Linked DNA regions of Gossypium arboreum: region 2 is linked to region 1. A link is a contact called in public Hi-C data. All regions are on one chromosome and are shown on one strand. Each heading gives the region's core, a stretch centred on a gene start, on an enhancer-like site or on the middle of the called end of the contact. The rest is flanking DNA. Distances are from core to core; before and after follow the strand shown. Region 1 holds the start of LOC108452265 (putative cyclin-D6-1). Region 2 holds the start of LOC108484332.

Evidence for each region. Hi-C and Micro-C count contacts between places; a contact is called where the count stands out from the background.
Region 2: a Hi-C map of leaf shows a contact between it and region 1, with 4 times the contacts expected there. The contact joins the promoter of LOC108484332 here to the promoter of LOC108452265 in region 1. A contact is called at or near these places in 2 of 5 Hi-C or Micro-C datasets (both in leaf).

What each region holds. Positions count from the first base shown.
Region 1 is chr6:38,868,594-38,871,559 of ASM2569848v2, forward strand. LOC108452265 (putative cyclin-D6-1) reads right to left here and starts at 1,426. Exons shown (of 8, transcript XM_053029982.1): 1 at 1,244-1,426; 2 at 1,075-1,161; 3 at 793-816; 4 at 601-687; 5 at 425-520; 6 at 149-350; 7 at 1-63. The coding sequence starts at 633.
Region 2 is chr6:39,480,312-39,483,434 of ASM2569848v2, forward strand. LOC108484332 reads right to left here and starts at 1,631. Exons shown (of 3, transcript XM_017788079.2): 1 at 1,455-1,631. The coding sequence starts at 1,555.

The DNA of each region.
Region 1 (2,966 bases), core at 176-2,675:
GGGATGCCATAAGAAGAGCTGATGCTGCAATTATTGATGGTTTGAACTCTAGCAGTTTGATTTCTGCAACAAATAACATAACAGACATGTTCAAGCTGTTTTCCGATAAAAGACATAACGGACATGTTACTATGTTCTGTTTAATTACCATTACAAGCTTGGAAGATTATGTTTGTTGCTCTATCTTTCAATGCTTGTCTCAAAGGTGGATCTTTAAGTTCAAACAAAGATATGAAGAAGCAGATAAACGACAAGGGTGTTACTGATCTCATTCTCCAATTCAAGGCATCAAGTATCAGAAGCTCCATTCGTTGAATTGCGGGGGCATCAAAGATGAGCCCTTCGTCTCTCTGTTTCATTTGTATTAGTCTTTGCATGAAGGTAAAAAAAAAAATTTCAAATTAAGATGAGATGTTTAATTAACCTGGAAATTGGAGGAAGAGAAGTGTTGTTCCTTCATCTTTGAAGCCAAAGAAATGGTAGCGATCACAAGAAGCCTCAACACCCATGGATTACCTTGCTGTTAAAGTATTCAAGTTGTTATAAAAAATACTTTGTTTGGTTACCAAGAAAACAACACTCTTCATCTTGCCTACATACAGGAATTTCTTGCCTGGAGACGAACCGGTCCATGTAGTTAGTAGCCAGGTATGTTGTGTAAGGATCAATGTTACATGAATACTGTGCCTGACCAATTAAAACAAGTTATAAAAGACAAGAACAGTAAACCATGTATTAAAATGAAATGGAAGGAAAAGAACAGTAGTGAATAGTGAAAATAGATATGGGTACCCTCAAAATGAGAGAAATGGCTTCCTGTCGAAAAGAAACAAACAAGTCATTGCTCTTTAAACTTAGAAAGTAGTTGTGGGAAGGCATGTGATCAGATTCTGAAGAGAAGAGAGCTGAGATTATATCAGATTCTTGATTGTCCAAGCTGGTGAATGGGTTCTCAAGATCAAAGCAATCCATAATTTTTTTCTTAAGAGAAGAATGGGGAGAGAGTGAGAGTGAGTTTGCAAAAGAATAGAGTTATAATAATGTTGAAAAAGAGAAGAAGAGAGCTGAAAAAACCAAGTTGGATCTTCAACTTCACTTGTGACTTTTGTTTCTGGGTCTCACAAAGCTGCCTTGTTTAACTTTAATTAGAATATGCCATTGCTACATTTCGAGAAACTGAATTAGTATCATGAACATGATATTTATAATAATAATAATCTAATTTGAAGGTAGAAGGTTATACTTTTGAAAAGCTAATATTGTTGGAGAAATGGATAAAAGTGCCATTCTTCTTTGAACACATGTATGTATATAGTTTAGTATGCAAAGCAAAAGGAGAAAAGTGGTCCCAAGCAGAGCTCACAAAGCAGTAGAAAGAAAGAAGACAGTTTGGCGCAGTATATTTCCTTTTCTTCGTTCCGCGATAAGCGCCGGTCCATTTTAAAGAAGGTGCCGCTTAAATAATTCACCGCTTAATATCCAACAAACTATTATTTATTTTTTTTCCTTCTTTAAAAGAAATTACTTTTCCTTTTTTAATTTTGCTTTTGATCATGGAATAAGACCCTCTTTAATTTAATCACATTCCACAAACTCCTTTCTTGTTTTTCTTTTCCCTTTTATAACAAGTTTTTAAGAATAAATAGTTCATCTAATATTAATAAGAATAAAAAAAATCATAAATTTTTTTTAGGATTTTATCATATATATAATTATTTTAATTATTTTATTATTTTGCCATGTCATTCTAGAAAAAAATTCTCTACTAAAGTGAGCAGGACAATAATCCAATTTTCAATGTCTTAAAACCCAAGGTTTCTTTTCTCCAAGTCAAATTTAGGTAGATTGACTTCGGGTACGTTTTTTTATTTAATTTCTTTCATTTTCTTTAACAAACCTCACCTTCTCTTCCTTACCTATTTAATTTTTAATTTTCTAAAAATAACCTATCTGAGGTAAATATTGAGTTTCAAATATTTATTAGATATAATTGTTTTTAAATAATTGTATAAATTGATTAAACAAAAAATCGAATATTCAATGGTTGGATAGTAAATTTCAAGTTGATTGAGATAAAATTTACTATTTCAACTTGTGCTTATAAATAAGAGTGAGTGTTTGATCGAATTGAGTAAAAAAAATTGAGTTGGCGGGTCCTTTTTTTTTATCCTAACTCAATTTGAATTTTTTTCTAATCGAATCAAGTGAAATTGTTCAAGTTAAATTAAAAATTAAACATTTTGAATTAAAATCTCAATACAATATAACTAATTCCATGTTAGAGTAAATAAATTTGAAATCAATATATTTAAAAAATTTCAAAGAAAAATAAGAGAAAAAAAGTTATTTTAGTATGCTTGAATCATTAATTAACTTATTTAGGTCCCAAACTTATTATTTTAGAAAATTTTAAAATTTTTAACTTTCTTTATATATTCTTTAGATTTTTATAATTGTTGAAAAATATACATTTTGCAATTTTTATAAATATTTAGAATTTTAAAATTTATTTAATTTTTTTGTAATTTTTGGTAAAAAGGCCTATTTGCTCATTTTCAAAAACTAACAAAGACTGTTTACATCAATTTGTTATTCAAATTATTCGAGTTATTTGAATGGTAAAATTTAAGAATGGTAAAATTTAACTCAACTCGAACTCGAACATCGAATTATTTATTCATGTAGACTCGAAAAAAAATTGAATAACTCAATTCGATTAACTCGAAATTCAAATTTTTTTTAATTTTTTTCTAATCAAATTGTGTTTTACTTCCCTACTTATAAACTCTATTCTCCTAACTTGTATAAGAAAAAAGGTATTCACTTTCATTTGTTATTTATGAGCCATTTTCTTTCATAGAAAACAAAGATATCATTGCGTCACATTTCTTGACTCAAAACTGTGCAAAAGGTAATATAAGAAGGTAGGAAGGAATTACTAGTAAATTTACTAATGTTTTGTCAAC
Region 2 (3,123 bases), core at 381-2,880, 610 kb after region 1:
GGTTTTTAAAATTAAATTCACTTTATTGCGTTTCAAATAATTGTTTTATAATTTCATTAATTATAAAATTATATACAGTTAATTTTATTAAATATAAATAGATATAAATCTTTTACTAAAGAGTTAATATTTAATATATTCAAGATAGTAATTCAAATAGTTATGAGGTAGTTGCTAATAGTAGCTAACCATGACGTTAATTTTGATTAAAAACCATCCACTTGCAATATTTGTTGCTCAAGATTTAGACAAGTAATTAATTGGTTTTCTTCAATATATAAAATAAAATAAAACCTTGCATGTATGATCAAGGTAATGTATAAAATTATATATTATAATCAATCAAATATAAACCCTTTGCTAAAATGTTAATAATTTACACAATATTTTTATGCATTATCAATAAACTAAAATTTAACATATCATTTAAAGTTTTTACAAATAAATCTACTTATGTTCATTTTAAATAGTTGTATCATAATTTCATACATAGATAATATATAAAATTAAAAATTAAAAATTTCGATACTACTAGTAAAATTTAAAACTTTCATAAATAAAATTGGGCCTATATAAAGTATAGTAAAATTAAAAATTATATAAAAAATTAAGACATGCGGAAAATTTATAATATTATTTGTAGAGTTAAAAAAGTACGCTGTTATATATCAAATACTCAACAGTATTCATTATATATAAATTTTGAGTAAGTATTTGATATATTGACAATATACTCTCTTTTTTCACAAAAATTTACATACTTTTTTCTAAATAACTAATTTTAAATATTTTACTATAATTTTATATAACACCTATCAACTCTCAAACATTATTTGTCATGCCTAAAACTACACTAAAATTGTATAATATTGTCCAATAAACTTTTTATAAAGAGTTAACATGTGATGCATTAAGGATGTATAATTTTATGGATTAAGATAAGTAATCATCTAAAATTTTTTAAAATAAATGAGTTGAAAGAAAAATTGTTTTATGTTGAATTTATTTTTCTCTTTTAGACCAACCTTATCGACCGATGATGATGACACAGATTCCCGAGAATCATAAATAGAAGGTGAAACCCAGTCGGCCGAGGTATGGCTGGACCCGGTAAGAAAGGGTTCTCAGCTAGAAAGCCGTGAAATCAGACACTAAATCTAATCGCCAAAACCTTTACTTTTTTCCAGGCAAATAGCAAGAGATTCGTGACTGTTAAATCACGGCGAGAAAAGAATAAAAAGACGAAAACAACATCAATTCACGATATATATCATCTTTCTTTTTCCACCCCAAAAACGTCACTACCAATCAAATCTAATACCATCTGGAAACATAAAACAAAGTATACTCATCTCCATCTATCCTCAAGGATCAAACTTGAATTTATATTATGATGAAATGGCAGAAGATCAAATACCCAAAACCAATCAAAAAGGAAGACCAAACATACTTACCAGTGATAAATGAATTGAGGAAGTAGGTGTGGGCCGGCAGCGATAACTTGTCTTCTATCTTTTTCCACAGAACGGAGTTGAAAGTGCGGGGATTGGAACATGTAGGGGCAGCGGGCAAGGCAACGACATGCTGCTGTGGGGCCCGGCTGTTACTGTCAGATAGTAGCAGCAACGTGGCCACGAGTTAGCCCCCTTTTTGTCCCTGAGTTAATGCTATCCTTACGGACTTTCGTCTTGTGTTTCTTTACTGCCCAATCGTGTATTATTTTATTTTTATATATGGACGTCGCTGAAAAAGTTGCATGGAATAAATTGTCAGGGAGTGTTTGGTTGGTAAGTGGTAACCTTATTTTTCAGGTTCCAATGTACAAAATCATCTTCAGCTTCTAATATGATATTATTATAATTGGGATAATTTCAAGATGATTTTACATTAGCTTGGTAATACGAGAGTTGTGACAATTATAAAAAAGAATTGTAAAATTTTTAAAATATTGTTCTTGTAAAATTACATGCCAAATTTTACTCGGAATTTATTTTGTAAATTATTTTATTTCGTGAAATATTTTATAAAGTATTTTCATGTAAATTTTTTGAATTAATTTTATTTCGTAAATATAAAAATTTTTTATAAAATGTACCTTATAATTTTACAAATACAAAATATTTGGTAAATATATTATTCTTTAAAAATAATACTATATTCATAAAAATATCCAAAATATTTTACCCACTCGTGAAAAGAGAAATGTGTAGAGTTATCAAGCATTTTCCTTTCATTAAATATAAAATATTTCATAAATTAACACTTTTTTACTTATTCAACATTTTTATATATTAAATAATGAACTATTTTAGTACTTATCTTATTACAACTTGTTGAGTAATATTTGATCATGTTGTATTAAGGAAAACACATACGGTATTTATACATAATTCCTACCGCTACTGTTACACTTCACAATAGGGTCCACTATCTTGTCTTGGCTTTTGGGCCAAGGGCATTGACATTCTATGTCCTTGGTGCAGATATTTTCTATGCCTCCTCTAGCTTATTGAACTCTTGCCTGTAGAGTACACGGTCCTTTCTAACCCTGGGACTGACTCCCCCAGTGAACCTCGTACCTGTTAGTCACGAGGGTGGGGGTCTTCTTCACAGACATAGCTCGTGACCTCGTCCCTGCGAGGTTTACGTGAGCTCCTTTTTGCGACCTTGTTTGTGTGAAGCTTACGTGAGCCTTTCCATGCGAGCTATCTCTGCGAATATCTTGCATTCCTGTAAGGTCCTCAGTTGATTGTGCCTGTAGGCGAACATTCTTCTTTTAGGTCGAAGGTCCTGATCCTATCAGTCATTCAAGCTATTAGTTCCTAAGTCCTAACAATTCAGTCCCCCCTTAATGGCTTAAGAGACGTTATAAAGTGGCGGGCCTTAGGTCCATTTCAAACGCAGCTTGCCTGGCACACTGTGGGGAAATAGTGTATGACAGCTGCCTTGCCTCGTGTAAATCCAGGCATTGGGCATGCACATTCGGCTATTGAGAGACGAAGCATTTTTCTATGCTTGTATTTGGATCGTTGGTTCATTTCTGTACGCAAACGGCTTCAGGTGTTTCTCTTTAAAAGAGGGAAGGTCGAGGTTTTAGGTTTCATTGTTTGGCATTTTTGTAAA